4 separate regions of the Mus musculus genome follow, and regions 1, 2 and 4 are each linked to region 3. Evidence: chromatin contacts called from public Hi-C and HiChIP or PLAC-seq data. All regions are on one chromosome and are shown on one strand. The core of a region is the stretch at or near the end of the contact, and the rest is flanking DNA. Distances in the headings are between cores, read along the strand shown.

What was found. A called contact is a pair of places that touch in the nucleus more often than the background predicts. HiChIP or PLAC-seq counts read pairs in DNA pulled down with a chosen protein or histone mark.
Region 1: a contact with region 3 is called in a FOXA1 HiChIP or PLAC-seq map of pancreatic cancer cells. The contact joins two enhancer-like sites. A contact is called at or near these places in 1 of 15 datasets of contacts at CTCF or cohesin (CD8 T cells), 8 of 484 Hi-C or Micro-C datasets (the C2C12 cell line, the HL-1 cell line, bone marrow-derived macrophages and 4 more), 5 of 115 datasets of contacts at active chromatin or transcription factors (bone marrow-derived dendritic cells, bone marrow-derived macrophages, heart atrium and 2 more) and 2 of 9 other capture datasets (adipose tissue and liver).
Region 2: a contact with region 3 is called in an HNF4G HiChIP or PLAC-seq map of pancreatic cancer cells. The contact joins two enhancer-like sites. A contact is called at or near these places in 2 of 15 datasets of contacts at CTCF or cohesin (CD8 T cells and the NIH/3T3 cell line), 9 of 484 Hi-C or Micro-C datasets (CD4 T cells, the Patski cell line, Sertoli cells and 5 more) and 3 of 115 datasets of contacts at active chromatin or transcription factors (fibro-adipogenic progenitors, microglia and pancreatic cancer cells).
Region 4: a contact with region 3 is called in a Hi-C map of adipose-derived mesenchymal stem cells, with 3 times the contacts expected there. The contact joins two enhancer-like sites. A contact is called at or near these places in 1 of 484 Hi-C or Micro-C datasets (adipose-derived mesenchymal stem cells) and 1 of 115 datasets of contacts at active chromatin or transcription factors (pancreatic cancer cells).

What each region holds. Positions count from the first base shown.
Region 1 is chr3:22,143,944-22,150,104 of GRCm38.p6, reverse strand. It overlaps Tbl1xr1 (transducin (beta)-like 1X-linked receptor 1), which reads right to left. Exons shown (of 16, transcript NM_030732.3): 2 at 1,097-1,163. Among named protein-coding and RNA genes, the nearest start is that of Tbl1xr1, 70 kb to the right of the region's middle. Within about 2 kb of position 2,379, at least 8 of the 459 cell types and tissues checked have an H3K27ac peak or open chromatin away from gene starts, as enhancers often do. A contact at or near this core is called in pancreatic cancer cells, where this site is marked.
Region 2 is chr3:22,085,821-22,092,208 of GRCm38.p6, reverse strand. The region is part of intron 1 of Tbl1xr1 (transducin (beta)-like 1X-linked receptor 1); the gene reads right to left. Among named protein-coding and RNA genes, the nearest start is that of Tbl1xr1, 12 kb to the right of the region's middle. Within about 2 kb of position 1,453, at least 133 of the 459 cell types and tissues checked have an H3K27ac peak or open chromatin away from gene starts, as enhancers often do. A contact at or near this core is called in bone marrow-derived macrophages and pancreatic cancer cells, where this site is marked.
Region 3 is chr3:21,815,913-21,821,987 of GRCm38.p6, reverse strand. No RefSeq gene overlaps it. Among named protein-coding and RNA genes, the nearest start is that of 7530428D23Rik, 18 kb to the right of the region's middle. Within about 2 kb of position 1,742, at least 27 of the 459 cell types and tissues checked have an H3K27ac peak or open chromatin away from gene starts, as enhancers often do. A contact at or near this core is called in adipose-derived mesenchymal stem cells, bone marrow-derived macrophages and pancreatic cancer cells, where this site is marked.
Region 4 is chr3:21,405,040-21,411,218 of GRCm38.p6, reverse strand. No RefSeq gene overlaps it. Among named protein-coding and RNA genes, the nearest start is that of Gm31610, 82 kb to the left of the region's middle. Within about 2 kb of position 3,933, at least 11 of the 459 cell types and tissues checked have an H3K27ac peak or open chromatin away from gene starts, as enhancers often do. A contact at or near this core is called in adipose-derived mesenchymal stem cells and pancreatic cancer cells, where this site is marked.

The DNA.
Region 1 (6,161 bases), core at 1,130-3,629, 330 kb before region 3:
GAGTGAGGGGGGAGGGGGTTAGAAGAAGAAAATGAAACAGATGTCACACAGATTGTCAAATAAATTTTTAATTGAAAAAAATTCTAAGACAGGGAGCAAAGGCACCCCAAACATACAATATTAAAGTAGGATAAAATCATTCTGAATTTTAGTTTGTGAAACCACTTAACCTATAGCACAAATAAATCTTGGGAATTTAATACAACACTACTATTGAATTACCACAAGTCACCAAATAGGAAATGTGGTGATTATTACATAACAGCTGAGATTTATTTATAATTCAAAGTCAAAGACTTCTAAACCTTTCTAAAGAGATAAAAGTGTCTTCCCCCCTAAAGTTAACAACTAAATAAAAATGTAAAATATTATACATTTAGCTGCATATTAACTAGTAACATCAAGATAAGCACAATGTCCCAAAACTCACTAAAATGATTAACAAAAGTAAAGGAATTATTACTATCAATATCAAATTTTTAACAAAAACAATTCTACTCACAAAATGTAGTTCATTTCACACAAAAGATCATATTTCCATCCTATTTTTGGCTGAGTGAGAATGGCCCCCACAGTCCCCTGTATTCACGTGCTTGGGTCCTAGGTTCTGAGACTGGGAAGAACTAGGAGGTGTGGCCTTATTGGAGGAGACACATCACTGGGGTAGACTTGAGGTCTCAAAAGCTCGACAATTCCCAGTTAGGTCTCTCTGTCTCATGATTGTTGTGTCAGCATGTAAGCTCTCAGCCACTGCCCAAGCACTGTGCCAACCTGACTACTGCCATGCTCCCAGCCTTGGTGGTCATGGACTCTAACCCCGTAAAATAATAATAATAATAAGCTCCCATTAAATGCTTTCTTCTTTAAGTTGCCTTAGTCATGTTGACTCAGCACAACAATAAAAAGTAAGACACTAGGTAACCATAAAAATAACAGGAAAATGAGAATGTTTAAAATAATAAACTTTTGAGCTTTCTGAGATTTTTGAGAAATTTTTAATTCTCAAACGTCTCTAGAAAACAAGAATCAGCACAGCTATAAAGCACTAACATAACACACCATGGTACAGGAGAAAAAGGAGAGGCACCTTACTTACCATTGGCAGTGCATTGATGTGAGGATGAACAACTGGATAGCCAACCACCAATCACAAGTTACTGAAGCTAAGAAGAAGGAAAACAGTTTCAGCGTTCTTAAATTCAATCTAAGGTTTCCCATACCAAGCTCTGCATATTCAAAATACTCATTTATACAAGTTTTTAGTATTCCACCAGTGAGACTGTCCAGCACAGCTGTGTTACAAACTGCAGCAAACACTGCATGCCTATATTCCTGAGGGGCTGATGCGGCAACTGACCAGCATCTGAGGAAGGTCATGCATGACCTCCCCAGTTCAGCTCGATCCCAGAGAGTGTGACTCCATTAGAGTTCATCAGACATGACCACACGCCATGGAAATGATGTGAACTTCCATTCTATATATTTTGAAGAGAGACACATTTAACCGGTTTTGGAATTGTTTCAATCACATGTCAGGTGCTAATCTCAGAGTTCACATCTCCCAGGCTTTCTACTGTTCTGGTGAGTGACTCACAGGCCCCAACACCCATGGAACATCTGCAACAGAAAAGTCATGTTTGTTCTGCCTGATAAAGCTTGTCAGCTTTATGAGGGCTCATTTATTAATTGTTGATCTTACTGCCTGTGCTATTTATTGGTGTTCTGTTCAGGAAGTTATCCCCTGTGTTCCTCACTTCCTTTTCTATCAGGTTCGATGTATCTGGTTTTAGGTTGGAGTCTCTGATCCACATGGACATCAGTTTTCTGCAGGATGATAGAAATAAATCTATCTGCAATCGTTTACATGCATATATTCAATTAGATGAGAACCATTTGTTGAAGATGCTTTCTTTTTTCTGTTAAATAATTTTGCCTTCTTTATCAAAACTCAGATGCCCATGGGTATGCGGATTTATGTCTGGGTCTTCAATATGATTTCACTAATCAACTGTCTGTTTTTATACTAATACCATGTGGCTTGGCTCTGTAGGACAGCTTGAAATCAGGAATGATGATATTTCTGGAAGTTACTTAATTATTCAGGATAGATTGTTTTAGTTCTCCTGAGTTTTCTGGGTTTTCCTATAAAGTTAGTATTGTTCTTCAAAAATTGTGTTGTAAATGTGATTGCATTGAATCTGTGACTGCTTTTGGTAGGATAGCCATTTTTACTATGTTAATCCTACTGATCCATGAACATCCATCCAGCCTATAATTTGTCCTGCCTACAGGATGGGGGTGGGGGAGGACAAAGGTGTTACAGAAATTGTGGGATTATCCAACCAAATGATTGGTCCAGCTTGACACCCATGCCACAAGAGGGAGCCCAACCCTGACACTGTCTGGAGAGCCAGGACACAGAAGATAGTAGCCCAGAGACCTAGCATGGAACCAAACACCACTGGGGAAAAAAAAAAAAAAAGTCAATGAATGAAATGATTCCTAATTATATTCTGCTATACATATAGATCAGTACCTAATCCAACTGTCATCACAGAGGCTTCGTCTAGCAATTAATGTAAACACATGCAGAGAGACCCACAGCCAACTATTAGGCAGAGCTTAGGGAATCCTGCTGAAGAGGAAGAAGTATTACAGGAGGCAGAGGAGTGAAGGACACGTCAAGAAAACCAAAAGAATCAACTAAAGTGGGCTCATAGGAGCATGAAAACTGAACTGAGAACCAGGGGCTTCATGGATCTGACCTAGGCTCTCTGCATATTTATTAGAGGTGTGTAGCTAGGTCTTCTTGAGGAATACCTAACAGTAGCAGGAAGGTGTGGGGTCAATGGGGACCTGTCTCTGATTCTTCTGCCTGCTTTTGAGGCTCTTTTTTCCTCCTACTGGGTTACCTAGTCCAGCCATAATATGAGGTGAGGTACCAAGTTTCACTGCAACTTGATATATTATGTTTGGTTGATATCCATGGGAGGCATGCCCTTTTCTGAAGAGAAATGAACGCAGGATGGATGGGGGAAGGTGGGGGTGGGAGGCTGGGAGAGGAAAGGGGATGGGTACTTACAGTCAGGAGTTAATAAATAAAGAGAATAAAGTAAAAAATATGTTTCATGTGCCACATCTAAGAGGTGATACTCAGAAGGGGCACTGTTCATCAGTGCAGAGTAGGTAGCACCAAACTGATGCCACCAAAAGGAGGGTAGTCACAGCGATGGCTAGAAAGGAGAGTTTACACAAGTCAGCAATTACGATCACTAAGCAGCATTCTGATAACCTATGAAAGCCACGGTCTCTTTGGGTTTGTTCCTCTGGTTTTATTCCTCACTGAGCACCCAGGTATCCTAGCACCATGGCCATGCTTACTGGAGACCCAGAACTCAACTTAGCATTAGAGTTACAAAAAGTCATGGCAACCTACAGCAGTCCACTGACCTACAGCTCTCGATGGTATAGTACATGTGAAACATTAGTTTTAGGTATGAGGAGCTGCAGGCTGAGAAATATTCTATACCCAGCACTACAGAGTCCCAACAAAGCATAGCTGCCATCAGACTCTGGTGACCTTAGGGCTACTCACAGTGAACATCATTTATTTTACTATAGAATATAAACTTTTAAAAAGGATTTTTACAATGTTTACTTCTGTGTGTATTTGTGAATTTATAGGTGTACCTGACATGTGTGTGTAGGTATGTATAAGTGCCTGCAGAGACCAGAAGAGGGAAGACACTGGACCCCTAGGACTGAGTTACAGGCATCTGCCTGCAAGCAGGAGGTGGGGGGATTTCTGAGTTCAAGGCTAGGCTGGTCTTCTACATAGCGACCACCAGAAAAGCAAGGGAAAAAAAAACTGTAGGCACAGTTTGCACAGAGACTAAAAAGTATGTGCCTGCTTCCTTGGCAATTATTAATTTCAGACACCTATGGTGAGTTCCATGGCAGCCAGGGCTATACAGAGAAACCCTGTCTCGAAAAACAAACAAACAACAACAACAACCAACCAAAAAAAAAAAAAAGGCAGATAGACACAACTATGTACAAGTAGTTTAACCTAAACGAAAGGATTTCCTAGCAACACACTGAAGGCCATGTTACAATTCTAGGAATCACCTGTACTACCCAGTCCGTTCTTACATCAATATGCAGCTTCTTCATAAGAATCTTCTTATAAAATTCAGTTTAAAAGTAGACACTATAATCCCAGTTCCACAGAACAAAGTCACAGTGACCACTGACATCTGCTGGGAGATGGGATGACAGTGGGGAATGGTGTGCTGTCCAGGCAGCACTGTGGCCCATCAGGAACGCAGGATGGGTGGGGGAAGCTGCACTGGAGGCCGGAGCCCTTATCAAGTATCCAAAACAATGTTGTCACCTAAACTGAGCATCAATAAACCAGCAATAATGCCCCACCCATCTGCATGTCTAACCACTCCATCTTTCTATCTTTCCACACAACATTTCTTGGGTAAAATACTGAACCAGCCCATTCCAGTTAGTTTCCCTCTTTCCAGGGCTCTTTTCCTTCCTTGGCATCAGTGAGAATTTTCCTCACTACACCTACAGATATACTTAATGGGAGTTCTACTGGTTATCTCTCCTCAACACCCTTTAGTTTTTTATTTAACTTTTCTTTAGACTATAGATCCTTAAGGTAAATATCACTTAAATAGTTAAGTATAAAACTGTTTCTATGGCATCAAGAGCAAGTTCATCTTCAGTAAAAAGCAGACAGAGAGCCAGGAAGCAGAGGCAGGCAGATTTCTGAGTTCGAGGCCAGCGTGGTCTACAAAGTGAGTTCCAGTACAGCCAGGGCTATACAGAGAGACCCTGTCTGTCGGGGGGGGAAAAAGCAGATAGACACAGCTGTGTACAGGTAGTTTAACCTAAACGAAAGGATTTCCTAGCAACACACTGAAGGCCATATCACAATTCTAAGATGAAGGATCGTATTTGCTTATGGCCACCTAAGTGCTGTGCAGCACATTTAAAAAGCAAATCACAAAAAAGAAAAAGAAAAAAAAAGAGAAAACTTTAAACTTGTAAGACACATACTTGCAGAGAAGTTAACTAACACTACAGATGTGCTTTAATCACAGGACAAATGAGACCCAAGCTGCAAACCTGTGTCCTGCACATCATCTGCCCTTTACTTTACATTTGCTTTCTAGAGACACAGTCCTGTCTGCTCTGCAGCCCAGGTTCCAGCACTTGTGCACTATAGCACTTTAGGACTGGTTCTCCATCAGCTTCTCCTCTACCTTGGCCTTCAGTCCTCTGTCGCTGCCTCCACAAGGCACGGACATTCCGGTACTGGAAATGCACTTGCAAAGACGTTCTTCCCTCAAACCTAGCCCCACTCCTTCCTGGACTGTCCCTTGACCACTCATGGAGAGGGTGCTCCCATAGCTGTCTAGCATGCCTCCCCAGCCTTTTCTGCCATCAAGGCTTATCTGCTCGCTCAGCTTGCTATTCTTCCATAAGTAAGAATAGCACCTGGAAGATATGTAGTCCTTGGATTCACTGCTCTAACAGTACAGGTGTGGGATCTAGGCACAGACCAAACACAAGGGCTGAAGAGGCAGTGGCTGGCTGCTATTCTCATGACAGCCTTTTCACACAACTTCCAGAAGGTGGCAGGGACAGACTGACTGACATTCCACTAACAGAAACTAAAGTACACCTCATGAATTCCAAAGCTGACTTTATAGATTGTTAAGGTTCATTCAGTCTCCAAACAAAATAGCTCTGTTTTTAAGCTACTATCAGCATTTACCTAAAGTGAACAGCGCAATAATCTTAGGAAAGGCCTTTAGCATAGACACTGGGACTAAGCAAATATCTTCCAAGTAGTGCTTTTTAATGTAGTTAGGCTTTTTATTTTATTTATGAAAAAAAATAACACAATTATTTTGACTAGATCTAACAATAAATTCATTTGGCCCACTGATTCAAAAATGTGGCTCCTGCCCCAGGAAAAGTGCAAACCCAACAACCATCTAGTCTACAGGCCTTAGTTCAGTAGCCTGTGCAACAGTGTAACAAGACTGCCATGAGTTTCTATTCTCTGTGGAAATTCTGGAAGTCACATTTAGACCTGAGGAAAAATTAAAATCTTACTAGAGCTAATTGTGTTCGTTAAG
Region 2 (6,388 bases), core at 204-2,703, 270 kb before region 3:
ACTGACTGCTCTTCCATAGGTCCTGAGTTCAAATCCCAGAAACACATGATGGCTCACAACCACCAGTAATGAGATCTGACTCCCTCTTCTGTCATGTCTGAAGTCAGCTACAGTGTACTTACCTAAAAAGAGACTAGACCTGAATCTGTTTCCAAGATCTGGGCAACTCCAGGTCTGTCACCTGGCCTGAGGCAAGGACAGCAGCGGTTTCCAGACATCTCCTAAGAAGTTTCCAGCCAACAGATTACCATAAGGGTCACTGACCCTGGAAGTTACTAATGTGCTTTAAACCAGACCTGCAAGGTTCCGGTATTGGGAAACCCCAGCATGTTGGACTTCTACAAAATAAAACACTCTGTGTTTACATACTATTTGAGTCCAGGGTATCATTCTTTAGCGAATATGGAACCTTACACAACTTTAAAACAAACATTACCAAAATCAATGATCCAAATTAAGACACTAATAAAAATTTTAGTGGCTAACTTCTCATGAGAAAAATGTTTAATTTCAGGTAGAAAAACAAAAACCAGACTGTTTGAGACTGCTGAACAAGACTTGAGCAGAATCCAATCCCAGGGGTACCAATGCAGTAAAAGACAAAAAGCCTGGAGCCCTTAGAGTACTCCCAATACAAGGGAGGCAGAAGCTGAGGCAGGGGCATAAATGCAAGTGTGAGGGCAAACTAGTCTTCATATCGTTTTCCAGGCCAGCAGGACTATAGTGTGGGGCACTCTCCTAAAAAGGCAAAATGGGGTGAAAGGGGAGACACTGAAAAGCTGGTCGGCCAAACATCCCTGAAGAGTAAGCAAGAACTCAGTAGCCTCCTGAGCTGCTCCGGTTCATGAGCTCTACTGTTGCTGCTCAGGCAAAACAAGAACCAGGAGGACAGGGTGCAGAAGCCAGAGCAGCTGTCTTGTTACAGCCACTCAACTTCCCTGTTTTCCACACCCTGAGCCATTCTTTTGAGCTTGTCCTCAAATTTCCACGCTACTTAAACCCATGAGATATATGTGGTATTTTGCAAGGAATGGAAGTCAGTAAATTAAATGATTCCAAACTTTCCTTTATTCCTGAACTCAGCAGCTTTCATTCCACTATCCACACTGACACTTGAGCCCTCCTCAGGCAGCTTCAAACCACAGCCAGTACGTAACACCATGTACACAGGTGTCATGTCCTACGTGCATGTGGGCAGAGTGCCACTGTGCACAAGTGCAGGTCAGAGGACAGCTTCACCAAGTCCTTTCTCTCATTCCAACATGGCATTCTTATGGACTCAGACTATGAGTCTTGGAGGAAAGCGACCTTACCTCACTGGCCGACGTCATGTTTGCTTAAAGTTAATAGTAAACTACTTGGGGGGGGGGGGGAACACCGCACTTCTCAACTTGTAGAAATCATCTATGCCACTTTGTCAAAACAAAGGGAGCAACCTACCAGGGTACCCATCCAGAAGTCTGAGTCATTTGACAAACACAAAAAAGATAAAGGAGCCATGAAGCTCGCCAGCCTGTGCTGCACAAGAGCTGACCCAAAAAGCAAAGAGATTGAGAATTAACAAGTTCAAAAACACATCCACAAGCAAGCAGAGTGCAGCCTCAGGGGTCAAGTTACACACCCAAAGGGACAGGAGGCTACAAGAGGAAGAGCCCAAAGGAACAAATTCCTCCTGACTGCCACACAGAGCAACACCAGGGCAAAGTGCCAGAACACACTTCTCAGTGCAATTTCCTTCCTAATTAAAATTTACTGGTGAATTTTTAATTCTTTGAAAATATCAGTGAAGTACTGTGGCAATCACTTTAGTTCATTTGTAAACTAGAAACCCTGTTTCTCAAATGCAGATCTGGTTCTGAAGAAATAATCAAAACATTCCTTTCTGACGATTATTTGAAAACACCAGATCTTGACAGCTCAGTTAACTTCTACACATCCCTCTACTCCACACATCTCCAGTAGTTTTGGATTATCTAGGAAGTATGCATCAGTAGCTAAGGTCATGTCCAGCTCACAAGCGTGAGAGCCACTTCTATTTCTTTCTCCCAACTCTAACCCTCTCTTTCCTCTTCCATCTGTTTTGTTTCCACTCAGAACCATGAAATGAAAGAGCTCTGCCATCAGTCAACATTCAACACAGACCCAAAATGAAAGTGAAGTTCCTTCCATGACACAGCAAGTGACTTCAAAAGTCAGCAGGAGACAGAATGCATGACTTGTGCACTGCATAGCCTCAAAGCCTTACACGTGCACCGCAGTGAAAGGAAAGACCACCTGAGGTATATGGTGGACCAAGAGCTCACATAAGACCAGAACCAAAGAGAAATGGTTTAGTGAGGATCCAGATTACAAAGAACAGGGAGTCAAGAACCAACACAGAAGACCAGACAATGATTCAATCAGCTATAACTAGTAACCTCAGATCCAAGTCTTCTTTACCCTGGTTTTGGGAATATTCCTGGTTTTAACAGCATATCTGAGCTGTTCCAACCTCCCATCCCACACCCCAAAAAAAAAGATTCCATAGGTGGCCCTACCTTCAAAACAGGACACCCAAGCAGAACCTGATAATCTTATACTTTGAACACCATGAGTCAGAGGAGCAAGGAAGTGCTAGACCAACCTCTTTTCTGGGCCTATATGACCTTCAAAGAGACAAGGTTCTGGAAGGACCAGAAATACTCACTTCATTTAGAAAGCCTCACCAATTCAGTATGAGCAGAGTCTGCAGTTTGAACTTGATCAGGGGCTCCAAGGGAAACACTTGTAAGACAGGCGTCCTCAGGAAGGCCCTACCTGGTTACAAATAAACAATTAAATCAACGACATGTCTGCAGACATCTATCTGGTCTAGAAACAAGTGATGGCTCACAGACCCAAAACAAGGCTTTCAGAGAAAGCCAGGCACAATGACTCCCCTATGATGCCAGCACTCAGGAGGCTGAGGAGGGAAGAGGATCCGCTCAGGACTATCCTGGGCTACATAAGAAAGTCAATGGCGTGGAACAATAAATATGACCATAATTGGTTTGTCTGTGTTCTATCATCCAGAAAATCAATTTTCTTCCTATTCTGAATACTGATTCTAAACTCATAAACATAGAAAATTATATCTCTATATTACCTCAAATCCACAGTTCCCAAGTTCACTGAATAATAAAATACTGCCAAATAGTATAATCAATTTATAGGTTTAAAAAGAATGGTCATCAGACATGGAGAAATGGAGCTGGTGACTAGGAGGCCTTCTTCCTGCTTGCTCACTTTCATAGTAATGCATCTAGGCTGCTGGAGAAGAAACCTCCTCAACAGACTTATATCCCTGTGAACACCATGGGTTATAATAATAACTAACCCAGTTAAGATGTGCCTATAGGTCCAATAGTGACACATTATGTTACAAGGATAGCCAGTGGCTTTTTTTTTTCCTTTCCTTTTCTTCCTTTAATTGGTTTCAGGGCCAGTTCCACAGGAAGAAACTTCTATCTGGCATTCTAGGTTTAGCCAAGAACTCACGGCTCCAGAGTTCTAAACCCCAGGGGTGAGAATACTATTACATTGCTAAATGGGCACAATATTAAACCAGCTCTAGATAAATATATCTGTACCCACATATTAGTGCAGCACTCAGGCCTTCTAAGACAACATCTTTGTGCAGTGTTAATGCACAACTAGTCAGAATACAGAGAGGATCTGTGGAGTATTCATTCATACATGGGTTCCCAGAGTTCAGGGAACAGTGAGAACCAGTGGGTAGGGAAGGACTGCAAAAAGCAGACGTTCAGCAGGACTGTGCTAAACGGTGTCTCTTAACACTACAGGACTGTCACCAGCAAAAAGTCTCAGCTGTTGTGGCTGCCTGTGTAAGACCTGCATAATGATCAAGGCGAGCCAACATTCCAGTATAGGTGGTAGAGGGGTTCATTAGCTCCCACCCCTAACTAAGTTGATAGTGACAGTTGATGGCTTCTGGGAGAGGGAGAGTCAGTTTTATTTAAGGGTGGGCCAACAATGCTCCACTGGCTGACCCCACACCAATGTATATATGAGCAGCAGAAATTGAACTAATTTTAAAAGGTAAATTTAAAGAGAGAGAGAGGAGGAGAGAGGGAGAGTGCGAGCCAGAGTGAGTGAGCATAAGTGAGGTAAGTGGTGGACATATAGGGGAAAGTACAATCAAACCTGGGGGAGAGGAACAAACAGGAGAAGTACAGAAAATGACTGTGCCCGTTAACAATCCCTGTGTGCTTAGTTATTTCAGCTACTTCTGCACACAGAAACCATGTCATTCCGTCCAGGGTTCAATGAATACCAATCACGTCACAGTTTTTCATGACCTTTACATATACAAGGGAAATGACTGACCCAGCTCTGGAGAACCTGTGCAATAATAACAAGGAAGAAGAAGGAGAAGAAGGAGGAGAAGGAGGAGGAGGAGGAGGAGGAGGAGGAGGAGGAGGAGGAGGAGGAGGAGGAGGAGGAGAAAGAAAGAAAGAAGGAAGGAAGGAAGGAAGGAAGGAAGGAAGGAAGGAAAGAAAGAAAGAAAGAAAGAAAGAAAGAAAGAATAATAAGCTGTGCAACTTATTTATCTAACAAAGTAGCAACTTTCCTCTTGAAACATCAGTGTTACCCAGCACAACATAAACCAGCAGGTCTGGGGCAAGCATGGTTTCAGATTGCTATAAGCTCGGCACTTAGGAGAAGTATCAAGGTTAACCACTACCATATAACAATTTGCCAAACTGGGCTACCAGAGAACCTGCCTCAAAAAAACCAAACAAAACAAAGTTTAAAAAAAAAAAAAAAAAAAAAAAACAGCCAGGTGGTGGTGGCAGAGGCAGGCGGATTTCTGAGTTCAAGGCCAGCCTGGTCTACAGAGTGAGTTCCAGGACAGCCAGCGCTATACAGAGAAACCCTGTCTCGAAAAACAAAACAAAACAAAACAAAACAAAACAAAACAAAAAAAACAAAACAAAACAAAAAAAAACAAAACAAAAAAAAACAAAAAACAAAAACAAAAGCCCTACATATTTCAAACACAACAAAACTCCACACCGCCCAATCTTCTCGGCTACAAGGCTACTTCCCACACAGGCCAACAGGCTGTCGTGATGGTTTGCTGAGGAACAGAGTTCAGCTCTCAGCATCCACATCAGGCAGCTCACAACCACTGTACACACATGCACAAACCTACACTCAGCACACACATTCTATTTTAAAAACATCTCTTTTCCAGTCAGCCAGCAGCAACTGAGAGCTCCTTGGAGTTAAGACAGTTCCCATGTTATATGAGATCGACACAAATCCACACAGCAACATAATCTTACCACACCAAAGATCACCATAATTCTAAAACCAACTACCAGCCTACGAGACTCGGTTTTCATCTAGTTACCAAACCTCTGACAATGTAGTGCCTTTGAAATAAGAATACTGAGGTCTTGGGATGGAGAGATGGCTCAGCGGTTAGGAGCACTGACTCCTCTTCTGAAGGTCCTAAGTTCAAATCCCAGTAACCACATGGTGGCTCACAACCATCTGTAATGAGATCTGGCACCCTCTTCTGGAGTGTCTAAGGACGGCTACCGTGTATGTACATATAATAAATAAATAAATAAATCTTTAAAAAAAAAGAATACTGAGGTCTTTCTGGACAACTAGAACTTTTTATTTCTATATATCGACTTTAGAAAAGACACAGCTACAATAAATAGGGTGAGGTGGCTCAGGCCTTTACTAAGCATCTGTGAGGCAGAGACAGGTGGATTTTTGCAAGTTCAGAGCCAGCCTGGTCAACACAACAAAATCCAGGTTAACCAGAGTTGCATATAATAAGACCCTGTCTCAAAAACAAAACAACAAAAAAAAAAAACCAACAACAAAAATATTCCAACACATTTAATCATATAACACTCTAAAAATGGATGAATCTAGCTCTTTCAGAACTAGATGGAAAGGTGGGAGAAAATAACAGATCTGTCTCCTTAAAGGGTTGTATATTTGCCACACAGCCCAGGATAGCCTTAAACAGGCAATCCCTCTTGCCTGCACCTCCTGAATTTGGAAATTACAGGACTGAGCTGCCGTGCCTGGCTCTTCTCTCTTGTAATTATCCAAATTAAAAGATTCTCTTTTTCTTCTTTTTACTTTTATTTTTATTTTTTTTGAGATAAGTTCTCACTGACTTTGTAGGCGAGGCTACCCTTGAACTTAAGAGATCTACCTGCCTCTGCCTCCCTTGCTGGAATTAAAGGCAGCTTCAATCAGTGTAGAACATTAAAAAATTCTTAACTGAGGGCTGGCAAGATGGTTCAGCAGGTACACTAGCAACCTAAAGATCTGAGTTCGATTCCCAGAGCACACATGGAAGAGCTGATGCTGATGCCAG
Region 3 (6,075 bases), core at 493-2,992:
GGAGAAATCGGGTAGCGTTGGGATTACTGTTTCTCAGGTATCTTCAGTGGACAGTCAAGGTTATACAGCACTTGCGATTAGCATAAACAAGTGCAAAAGTATAGTACGCAGAATTCTCTCTCATTGTAGGCACACCAAAGTGTGAAAGAGGAAAACAGAGGAAAAAATTCATTAGACTCATGTTGAGGAGATGAGAGTTTTAACACTGAGATTCAGTCTCAATCCCTCTGCGTTTTTTCTTAAGCAATCCCTGGATTGATGCTGTGAAGTATTCTTTAAAAGCTCTGGCTCCTCTAACACACAGCCAGGTTTTGAAAGCTGATTCGCCCTGTGGTGGTTCGGGTGGGGGTGGAGGAAGATGCCTCCAGCTCCTTTATCGCTAACCTACCTCAGTCTCTGTGAGAGAAGGATACTTTTTTTTTTAACCAAGCATCTTAGCTATGAAATTAAAAATCAAGTAACGAAAAGTTCAGTTTAGCTAAGATTTTCTGGTGGCATGTGATGAGAGACACTTCCTAAAAGCATCAAAGGAGCCTGAGTTATCGAGCTCTGACACTATCAGTTCTTGACAGAGCGGTGTGGCAGTTCTGTGAGGCCTGGAGAGGCCTAGTTTAGTTGATCTATTGAGCTTTGTTTCCTAGCATTTGAAGTCTCACTTCTCTCACATAAATACAGGGTTAAAACAAAAACAAAAACAAAACAAAACAAAAAAACAACAGAGCTGGTGAGCATTTGAAGTCTCACTTCTCTCACATAAATACAGGGTTAAAACAAAAACAAAAACAAAACAAAACAAAAAAACAACAGAGCTGGTGAGATGCCCCATCCCAAATGACGCTTGTCTTAGAAGCCCGTGGATCTGTTTAAATCCCAGAACTCACATAAAAAAATAAATAGAAAACAATAATAAAAAGCATACTCGTGGTCTCTCAGAGGTGGAGACAGATGGATCCTGGTGTTCATTACCAGCCAGTTTAGCTTCCTTCGTAAATTTTAGGCCAGTGAGAGACCCTGTCTCAACATAAATAAATAAAATTAAAATTACAGTAAATGAATAAAATAAGAAACAGTGGACAGCACCTGAGGAATGGTATCTGAGGTTGTCCTTTGGGTTCCATATGCACTGGCAAACACATAACCCCACATGAATGCAAATATGCAAATCAATAGATACCAAATCAAAGGCTGTATGACATTATAGCAGAACATTGAAAACACTCAAGATGCTTCATAATAGGCAATAGTGCTGCTTGTGTTAATTATTTAACTGTAAGTAGCTAGCTCTATGTTGAATTTCTTCCTAAGACTTTAGCCAGCTGTCATGTTTCTGCTGATCATGTGGGTAACCTGACCGTTCTTTCCTTTTTCAGACATCAACCCTACTGAGTTCACAGAGCTGCCTCTATCATCATGGGGAAAGAAAGAAAGAAAGAAAGAAACCCACCACCAACAATAAAAAACCAACTCTTTGATTAACTCAGAAATTCCAAAATTAAACCTAAAATGCTTGTGGGAAAGGCTCTAGATGTGCTTTATATATCACAGTTACAAAGCAGGCATCAGATTGATTGTCTTTGCATGTTGCAATCAAGTTTTGTGGCTACTTCCTGCTTTTTTGGGCAGTGTGGTGAGAGGGATAGGGAAAATGCTTTGGCTTGATTCCTTGCTTACATTGTTGATAACCATCCTGGGTTCTTGGATTCTGGCAGAGCTGCAAATAGCAACAGGGATGGGTCTACTTTTAAACTCCTGCCAGAATTCCTGTGGCCTCAGCTGACACAGAGGAATGCACAGACTCACGCACAATTCTTATGAGACTTCAATTGTTGTAGTTTGCTACAGGAGCCGTCCACATACATCTTTTCAGTAGATCGTAGTCTACTGCTGTGGAGGTTTGGGGGATCAATCTGTGTGTGTCCCCTCATGCTTAGGATGTTTATCTTGTAACTCTGAATTTGGAAGGAAGGAACTATTTTATTCATATGTGTAAATATATAAGTATATGTTAATAAATATATATGTATATGCTTCAAAAACCTACAGACTCACTAGCTGGCTGTGGTCCTCATCCTGGATATCTTCAGTATTTCTGAACAGAGAGAAACCCATTCTTTCTTTGTGAATGTCCCCCACTGCCCCCAGAACCAGATGCTGTTAAAGAACTGACAGAAAGCTAAAACATTCGAAGTCACCTTGGAAATGACCTTGAAAGAGTAGAGGGAAGATAAAAGCAGGGAAGCTGTTGAATGACAAATTTAGCATGCTTCTTCAGCATACACCCTTGACTTTTAAAACTACTTTTGCCGGGCCATCATAATGGGGGAGGGGAGGGTGGGTGTCATGCATCTCAGGTTGTCCTCAAATTTGGTGTGTAATCAAGGATGACTTTGAATTTCTATCCTCCTGTTGCTATCTTCCGAGTGCTGGGTTGCAGGTATATGGCACTAGGCTCACTTTATGTGGTATCGGGGATTGAACCCAGGGCTTCATGTATGCTAGGCAAGAACTTGACTCCTAAAATTTTTAATTATTTCAAACAGATATGCTATCCCATGCTTGAATGGTTCTGATTAGTCCAAAAATATCTTAGCAGACAACCAAAGGACGAGAGGTGGTTTAGTTTTTCACAAAAGTCTCTCCTCTACTAAGGAGGGTATCAGGTTTAAAGAGGAACACCTGTTTTGCCAGAACCTAACTGAAGTCTTCTAGTTGTTCTCACATAAGTCAGTGGACAGCTGTTAGATAAGATATGGCAACAATTTTAGACACTTGAGAACCATGACATTGAGCTAGAGACCTGGAGGTCCTTGGGGCTCTGTTAACCCTCCTTTGGGCCACCTGTCACGGTAGACAACACAGTCATTAAGAAAAAGAGTGTTGCCCCGTTGTTTGAGAATAGACCAGCATGTGTTCGGCATTAGTAATGTTTTTTCCAGCTTAAGTAGCACTTATTCCTGATTACTTTTGGACTGTCCCTGTCCTATTTAGTGATGCCATTATTCCCAAGTCTAAAATCAGAGGTCCTCTTGATCTTTTATTTACAAAGCCTGGCTAATTCCTCTCTGTTATGACTCTTTCTTTTCCTCTCATCTAACGCCATCACTTTAATACAGGCTTCCATGACCTCACCAACATCCTCTTGGGGTAGCTGAGGTGCCACTGGAGCACCGTTCATGCATTCTCTTTTCTAGAACCAGGTTATTCTGTGAATCTTCAGCTGTGCTCCAGTGTCTTATTAGGCTATTCTTCACCCTCTGGTTTTCTGATAAAACTCTGGCTGGATCTGTCCCTCAACTTGTCAAAACATCTCAAGCATTTTTTTTTTCACCACAGAATTGTGGACTCCTTTTCACTTAGGGTTTTGTGGGTGTTCCTGGAATTTCTTTTGCTTACTTTTCCCCAGTCACCACTGTTTACTATTCTAGCAAGCCTCATATCACACACCATTGTTGAAAGGTCTTCTCTGCCTCAAGAGAGATGTGACACCCCCCACCCCCACTTTTATCCTTTAACACTTAGGTCTCTCTTGTCATATTTATTCATGGGCCCACTCATTCCACAAATGAGGTGTACTTATTTGGTTTCCTCTGACCTTCCTCGATATCAGTAATGCATCTTCCTCATATATTTCAAAATGTATCTAATGATAAGTGCTCAAAACATGCTATAAAGGTTCTAAGATTTGAGAGCACTTGATGTTTACGTAGATCCTGAAAAGCTCTCCCCTCAGTCCCAAATCTGAACAACCATAGTGTAGAATAGGGGTTGATCTATTTGATGGAGTTCCTTGTAAACTTAAACAATCGAGGGAATAAATCTAAAAGTGGGTAGCTATCTTCCTTCTGAAATATCTGTGTGGGTTGGGCTCCTCTGTGTCTCCATCCTTAAAGTCTATTTCACCTGCTCTCTGTCTCTTCACAGCCGACCTCCTCATACTGTGATACCCAAGAATCTTGTTGCTCATGATAGAGAATTTTGTTAGAATAGTTCTGGCCTATTTGCTAAGTATATAATTTAGCAAATTCTTCCCATTCAAGTCAACTGAGGACTGAGTTAGGGTTACTGTTTTCTGTAAAGGCACTCATGTCACCTGTTAAGCCTGGTTCTGTCATATCCTATGTATCTAAGAAAATTACCTAAACCTGAACTTCAAGTTTGGAAAATAATGCTGTCTATTTTACACAAGAGAAAAATACCCTGGAATCTCATGGCGCCTGATGAATGTAAGTCTCAGCATGTCATCTTTTAATCACAGTAGGGGAGCAAATGTTAGCAGTGCATGATGCTCTGAGGTCTTTGTCACCGCAAAGGGTAATTGCAGTGATCACTTTGCACACAATCATAGCTGGCTTGCCTTCTGGAATCATTCTTCTACACTGAATAAAGGAGGCAAAGCCAATGCAAGCACTTCAGCCATGGTTTCTCAGAGATGTTTTATTGCTTGAATTAACCACAAGAGCTTTGAAACTGTCTTAAAACATGCAAATAAAATGTGATTCATTAGTCATTAACTAATAAATTCAGTGTGTTCCAGTGCCATCATACCCAGACAAGAAGATCATTGAAATAAACCCAAGTATTTCCCATGAAGATGTTAAAGGATACTCATTTCTTTTCCAGAGAATAAAGAAACACATCTTAATGTAGTAACTAGGAAATACTTGTTTCTAAGCCATTGCAGTTTGTTCTGTTAATCTCTCATATCTCACTGCAGAAGAGCCAAGCTAGCATGGCAATTGGCCACTGCATGAGTTTGGAAACAATGTAACTCTTCCCAGTCTTCCAGAGTTTGCTTTTTGGGCCAGAAGCCCAGTGAATTTGGACACGGCTGTCCCCTGAACTTAAGTTGCCAGTTAACATTTTCATGTCTAGGCTTTTATTTGTCTTCTTTGTTCCAGAAAGTTCTTTGTTTTCTGATTAAATGTTCCACTGTGCGGTACCCACAGATCCCTAACCTATTTCAGTGGCTGAGTTGCCAAGGCTGAGATTTAAAGAGACAGTTACTATTAAAAACAGTTGTGTCTTTACTCTGGATCTAGGTCTGCCCTACATATAATTTCAGTGCATGAAATTTATCCTTGGTTTTATCCTTGGTTCTAAAATTGGGCCTTTTCAGTCTCTTTCCACCTTAGAGGGCTTTCCCCAACTAAATCTCTGCCAAGTTGCTCTGGTGCCTTTTCTAAACTTAGGTAACGAGACCCTAATTCTTATTAAAGTACTGACAGCATAGAAAATTATTTATATCTGAAATTAATATGGCCAAAATTTGGAAATGGTTAAGACCCTAAGGAATGAAATACTAATAGATGACTTGGATGGATCCAGAATTACTGTATAGCAATTTTTACTGGTTTTAATAATAATTTAAAAATGGAGAGATGAACCTTGCTTAGTTCCTTAATGTGTGTCTTAGTTAGGCTTTTACTGCTGCGAACAGACACCATGACCAAGGCAACTCTTATAAGGACAACATTTATTTGGGGCTGGCTTGTAGGTTCAGAGATTGAGTCCATTTTCATCAAGGCAGAGCATAGCAACACCCATGCATGGTACAGGAGGAGCTGAGAGTTCTATATCTTCATCTGAAGGCTGATAGAAGACTGGCTTTCAGGCAGCTAGAACTAGGGTCTTAAAGCCCACAGCCACAGTGACACTCTTCCTCCAACAAAGCCACACCTACTCCAGTAACATTGCACCTCCAAAGAGTGCCAATCCCTGGGTCAAGCATATTCAAACCACCACAATGTGCATTGTCTTGTGGGAATTTAGAAGCCATATAGGCTTCTGTGGATACGATTCTCGTGAAGAACACCTCAGAGCCAATGCTCAGATTGCAAGCTAAGGCAGGAAAGTACAAGAGAGATAAGCCTGAGTGGGCTAGTGGTTAGTGCTGTGTCTACTCTCAGGCTCACTAATAGGTGGTATGGGGACCCAGGCACCCCCAGTAACATAAGGCTGCTGAGTGTCAGGGTGGCCTAAATATCTCTGAATAGAAACAATTGCCACCTCTATTTCTTGTCCTGATGAAATGACATCTCTTACACCTGCCTTCTTTTTGTGTCTCAATTTTTCTTA
Region 4 (6,179 bases), core at 2,684-5,183, 410 kb after region 3:
GTGATTTGGGTGCTGGGTTTGGCTTTCCCTGACTATTATCCTCCAGCCATCTCTAGCATTATGTACTCCCACAATTTACTCTTGTGTGTGCTTTGGTTGGCGACCGGGGGAGAAATGGAGCCTGGAAGATGAATGAGTGAAGAACACAAGGCAGAGAAGTTGGAGGTTTCACTTGAGGTCTGGTTTCAGAGATGGCAAAATGGAAACGAAGCTGAAGGAAACCAGGTAGGAAGTTACACCTTCCATTCTTGTTGCCGAAAGTAGCAGGAGCCATGCACATTCTGCCCTGGAATTCCCCTGCAGCCAGAGAAGGAAGTAGCACAGCTGTTTCCCTCAGAAGAGAAGAGAAAGTGAGCAACATCCTAGGAGATTAAAAAAAAATTTAGCTTTAATTATGAAGGGGTTTGTTATTATGCAAGATTTTCATGAAAGATTCCAAATGAGGTAAGAAAGGAAAACCTCAGAAACAGGTAAGTATTGGTGATGAGTGTATAAGTTTGCAATGGCAAAACCTACTGTTATAAAATTAACATATGCTACTGATTAAAGGTATTTTGGTCATGTGGAGGCAGATATTTGTGTGTGTGTGTGCACATGTGTTTGTGTGCATGTGTGTTTGTGTGTATGCTTGTGTGTGTTTGTGTAGCCTTTGAACTTTCTTTTACTGAAGTCCATAGTACACTCTAGAGCACAGACAAGGGAAAAGCACTTCTTCATATGTGGTGAAGGAACGGAGTCTGTGGGTGACACAATGTGCAGAGCACAGTGGTAGCTCAGATGTTGACAGCATGCCATCTGACTAGACCATGTGAGGTAGGTTCATTGTTTGTGTCCCAGTCACTCAGGAATGATCATGTGTCCTTATCATGCTCTTGGAAAGTTGACTTCATTTTAAATAAGAAACGAAATAGGGGAGCATCTTTTCCTGCCATGGGCCTTTGCTGTCACTGGCTGCCACTCACTGGAATGAAACTAACACTGGGGGAGAAGATGGAGTGGGCAGGGAAAGCCTCTTCTTGGGCTCCTGACTCAGTCACCCTCAGAGGCATTCTTGTCCCATGCCAGCCGAATTATTTCCTAGTTATTTAAGTCAGTGTGACAGGGAAATTGTGTTACCTGCAGACAAAAAGTATCTTGAGTGATGTATCTTATAATACTCTATTTTTATCTAGATGCTAAAACAATAGAAGTCATTATAGGTAACAGAGGCAAGAGAGTAGGTTGGGGCGTGGCCCCTGGGCTTGCCTTGCCAATCTCCCCCATCTGTCTTTTTAACTCCTACACTTTTTATACTCCAGGAATACTTAGTTCACTTTCTCTTCACATCACCCTTTTGTACAGGCTGTACTTTTCCCAGAAAGGCTCAAGTTCCTTGAAAGAAGTTGCATGTACACACAGACACAGACAGACACACACACACACACAGACACACACAGATACACAGACACACAGACACACACACACACACACACACACACACACACACACACACTATGCACACTTTGATCACATGGCAACTGCTGCTTCACTCTTTGAATTTTGTTTATATACTATCTCCTCTGAGTTGGAGGTAGAGTTATTCCTTTGCGAGCCCTCTTCAGCCCCTTCTATTTAGTGATGCTTTAGTAGACATTTGTTTGTTGATCTTAATGATTATCACATCTCAATGTGACATCCTTGTGCTACCTCCTGTCTTTGGTGTGATCAGGACCAAGATTCACATGGCCCTACTGCAATGAAAATGATGTTCACATCTATTTATCAGGACTTTGGCTCAGATCTCCAGCATTCTCTCTCACTTTTTATTGCTCTCAGATCACCAATTGTTAGAGCACTGTCAAAATTTATAGAGATGATCAGGAGGAAATGATCATGCTGGTAGCAAGCATGTCAGAATACTTGTAAGCAAATATTTTCCAGGTCTTCAAAAAGTTCCTTAACTGAGCAGGGAAACCAAGATGACTTGTAACCAACTGAGTCCTTGAGGGAAGCCATAGTCACAACCTCCTGAGGTCTTCAGACAGATGCCAAAGGCTAAGTCACAACTGAGATTTTAACCCAAAGACACTGAGATAAGTAGGACTTTGTATTTTGGTCCTCTAAGTTTTGGTAGTAGTCTATTACACAGCACAGCAAAAAATTCAGTTTCCATTGAAATGTCTAGTTCCCCCAAGACAACATCCTCACTCTATGTTATAATTAGTTAGGGATATACTTGCCTGCCTTACTAGATTATAAATCCTGTGCACACAAGGCATTGCTTGTCTTGTGTACTACTGTATCTTCAGTAAATCATTATATTATTATACATAAAAATATGGAAGTCTCACTAGATAAGAATGAACACTTGAATCTCTTCAGTATGTAGTACAAATAGTGTTGTATAAATAGGGAGTTGGCCAAAGGAGGGATAAAATGAATTTAATGTCAAATTATAAGTGCTTATCAGGCTAACTGATGTGAAAAGATTGGTATTATTAAGCAAAATATTTACTCTGTAAACTGGCACTGACGTGGAAGTGATGTCATTCACGAGGCGAGAGGGAATTCACACAGCATGGCGTAGGGAAGACTGGCCAGGGTGGCAGAGAATCACCTGGGAGGACCGCTCCCTCTATAGGCATTCTGTTGCTCAGTGATAAAGCAGAAGGGGGACCTGCATCAGGTTAAGCTTTTTTCTAGTGTAATCTCTTTGCAGGTATATGCTCTATCATTCCTCAGTTGAGATTATTTCTGAAAGGAGGTTTTCCATATGATTTGTGTTTGTCAGCCTTCTCTAGAGGAACAGAATTGATAGAATGACTGTGATGGTTACTTTTAATTTTCAGTTTGATACAATCTGTACTCACCTGGGAAGAGAGTCTTAATGAGAGGTTGTCTACATCTGGACCTGGACATATCAGTGAGGGATTATATGAACTGAAATGGGAAGGCACCATCCTGGGTAGCACAGTTCTTGGGGCAGGGTCATCCTGAAGTATATGTAGAGTGGAACAGTGTGCTGAGTATAATATACACACATTCAGTGTTCTCTGCTTCTTAGACATAGATGCAGGATGGCTAGCTGTCTGGAGCTCCTGACATCACGACTTCTCAACAGAATGGTTCCGTTAACTACAATAAACTGTTTGTTTTATTAAGTTGTTTCTGTCAGAGTATTTCATCACAGCAATGGGAAAAGAAACTAAGACACCATCACCCTATTTAAGGGGACATGTGTTCCTGTGCAAGGTACAAGGAGAAGAGGATTCAGGAGGCTTGCAGAAACTTCTGAACAATATATGAACTGGGCAAAGATGAAATGGGTGCCTCTGATATGCTATATATTTCTATGCACTTCTGAAAATGTTCTGACATGAGACTAAATGACAGACCAGTAGATAGTTATCAGCAGTCGAGACATCCTGCAGATTGATAGAGGGAGCACAGCAGAACTTAAGTGCAACTTCACTAGGAGCTTATAAAACAGTTGCGAACAGAAGGGGTTGCTACTGAGATGATATGGGGTCCATACTCTGATGTCAACAAAGGAGGAAGGTCACAGGATCCTGGGAGGTTGAAGACATTGCCAACCTCTGATGATACAGTTGATACACTTTATTAACTCACACAAATATCATTGGGCCGACAAATGCCAATGAGCACTCAGGAATTTGAAAAGTATTGGTCACGAAAAAGTGGGCATGGACACATACTCAGGCTAGTATAGAGGGTCCATGTATACAGGTCTACACTCAAATGCACATAGGCAGGCATGTGAAGGCAAAGGTTCGGATGATTACCTCGTGCCCCAAGACTATAGATAGACACAAAAGCCAGGGATGGTTATGTAATGGATTACATCACTGTCTGTGATTCCCGATATGTGATGTCAGCGTTATTTTGTGCTTAGTCATAGCTCCTGGTTGACCAGGGTTAGCTCTCTTGGCTCATATCAGACATTCCTGTCAGCACTATGTTCTCTAAACATCACTGTGCCCTTGTGGCCCTCTGTGCTGATAGATGGCTCAGTGGGTAAAAGAATTCACCTGACAGTTTGAGTTCACTTACTAGCGCTTACATAAGAGAGGACACACCTGACTCCCACAGGCTGCTCTCACCTCCACAGACACATTGTGAAGGTCACACAGCTTATCCCACTCACACTGCAATGCAATAAATGATGTAATAAATTCTGTTTGTTATAATTAAGAATGAAGGTTTTTTTTTTTATAATAGATTCTAATCATGATTTCCTCCTCTCATGTCTCCTCTCAGATCCTCCCCACTCCTCATTCATTTAACTCCAGGCCTTCTTTATCTTTCTTTGTAGAAATTAAAAAAAAAAAAAATCCAACAAACAAAAACCCAAACCAACCAATATTATAAAAAAAGAAGGAAAAGAAACGCTTGAAAAACGCACATGCACATACCCCACAAAGATGGAAACTATTAAACACATGCAAAAGATCATTAAATTAAAAACAATGCCTAAAGAAATATGAGACAAAAAGATCTCCAAAAATATCATTGAGTTCATTTTGAGTTGGACATGTACTTACTGCTGGGCATAGGGCCAGACCTCAAGTATAGGTTATACACACACACACACACACACACACACACACATACACACACACGCGCGCGCGCGCACACATTTATCCAGTGAGGCTCCATTGAAGAAAACTAATTTTTCCTTTGTGAGCAGTTTTCAAATAGAGATAGTTTCTCAGCTAGGGATGGGGGATGTGTCCACTTACCTTTCTCAGTGTTGGGACCCTGTCAGCTTTGGACTTATTGCTGCCACAACTCACTCTGTGAGTTCTTATGTGCATGAGTCCTGTTGTGTCTGGAAGACACTGTTTCCTTGGTGTTGTTTGCTCCCTCTGGCTTTTTCTGCCTCCTTTTCTGCATAGCACCCTGAGCCCCGAGGTCAACACTGTGATGAAGACATACCAATTAGGACTGAATGCTTCCAGTTCTCTTACTCTCTGTGCATTATCCAGTTGTCTGTCTCTGTAATTAAATAATGTAATTTTTTCTTAAAGAATAGATATCAAGAAAAGAATTAACAAGGAAGTCACTGCATGCAAAATATTGCTTTCAGAATCTGGATCTTAGCAATGCCTTCACAAAGTTTCTTTTCCCTGAGAGTGTCAGAGACCCAGTATACACATGAACATTTAAAACTGATAATCTATCCTGTTTCAGCAATAGTTGAGAAGGTAGTACTTCAAGGTATGTGTCACATCATCAGGACCTTCTATATCTACAAGGGATAACTCTCACTCTTCTCAAGTAGAGAGTATTTGCATTGTTCTTGACAGTTTAATAGAGTCCCTGGCATAGCATAATAATGTGACCAATAATGATACCACCCAGCATCTGAGGAATTCCTTCATTTCTCAAAATTCTTTCTGCCATTTTATTAGCTTTACATTGTACTTTTATTAAGTAGTTCACATGTCCTAAAAGCAAAGTTTCCGTGCAAGTTTATTCATTTCCTCATTCAACAAACACACTAAGACCACTCTGTGGGTGGGGGCCCAATGGGAATGAAGTGATCAGTAGAGATGGTTGCTACTGTTGGGGACTCTAATTCTGGGTCAGGCAGATACACTGTAGATAATTCCAGTATTGTGAGGTATTGGCTTTCCTTACCCACAGGGCATCTGTCTCTATCCCTCACCCAGCCCATACACCCTTGGAGGAGTGGAGCCCTTTAGTACTTTTGACATCAACAAATTCAGTGGCAATCTTAGTCATGCCTTGAGAGAGAACACTGCCAGGAGCCACTAGCTACATAGACCATGACCTTACTTTTTATAGGTGTTAATGGCAGCTTTGCCTATAATCAGGTTTCTCTCTTAGTACAAGCTCTTAAGTTTAGAAAGGTGTGAGGTATGGTACATTTTAATCTATGAAGCAAGCCAGTGGCTCTGGAATTTGTGCACACTGGCTCCTGAGAGTCTGATGTGCTCATCACTTTCCAGCTTGGTCCTATCCCTCCCACTTAGTGGGAGAATTTTCCCTTAGGAATCTGGCCAAGCTTGTAGATCAGAGTTTTTCTCACCACAGAGTGGCTTGCCCAGTGTTTACCAGCACCGCCTTTCACCTGGGACTTGATTAAGTTAAAGGATTTACTAAACTACTCTGCATATGATATTCATAAAAGCCTCTTAATTTTAGCTGGAATATAA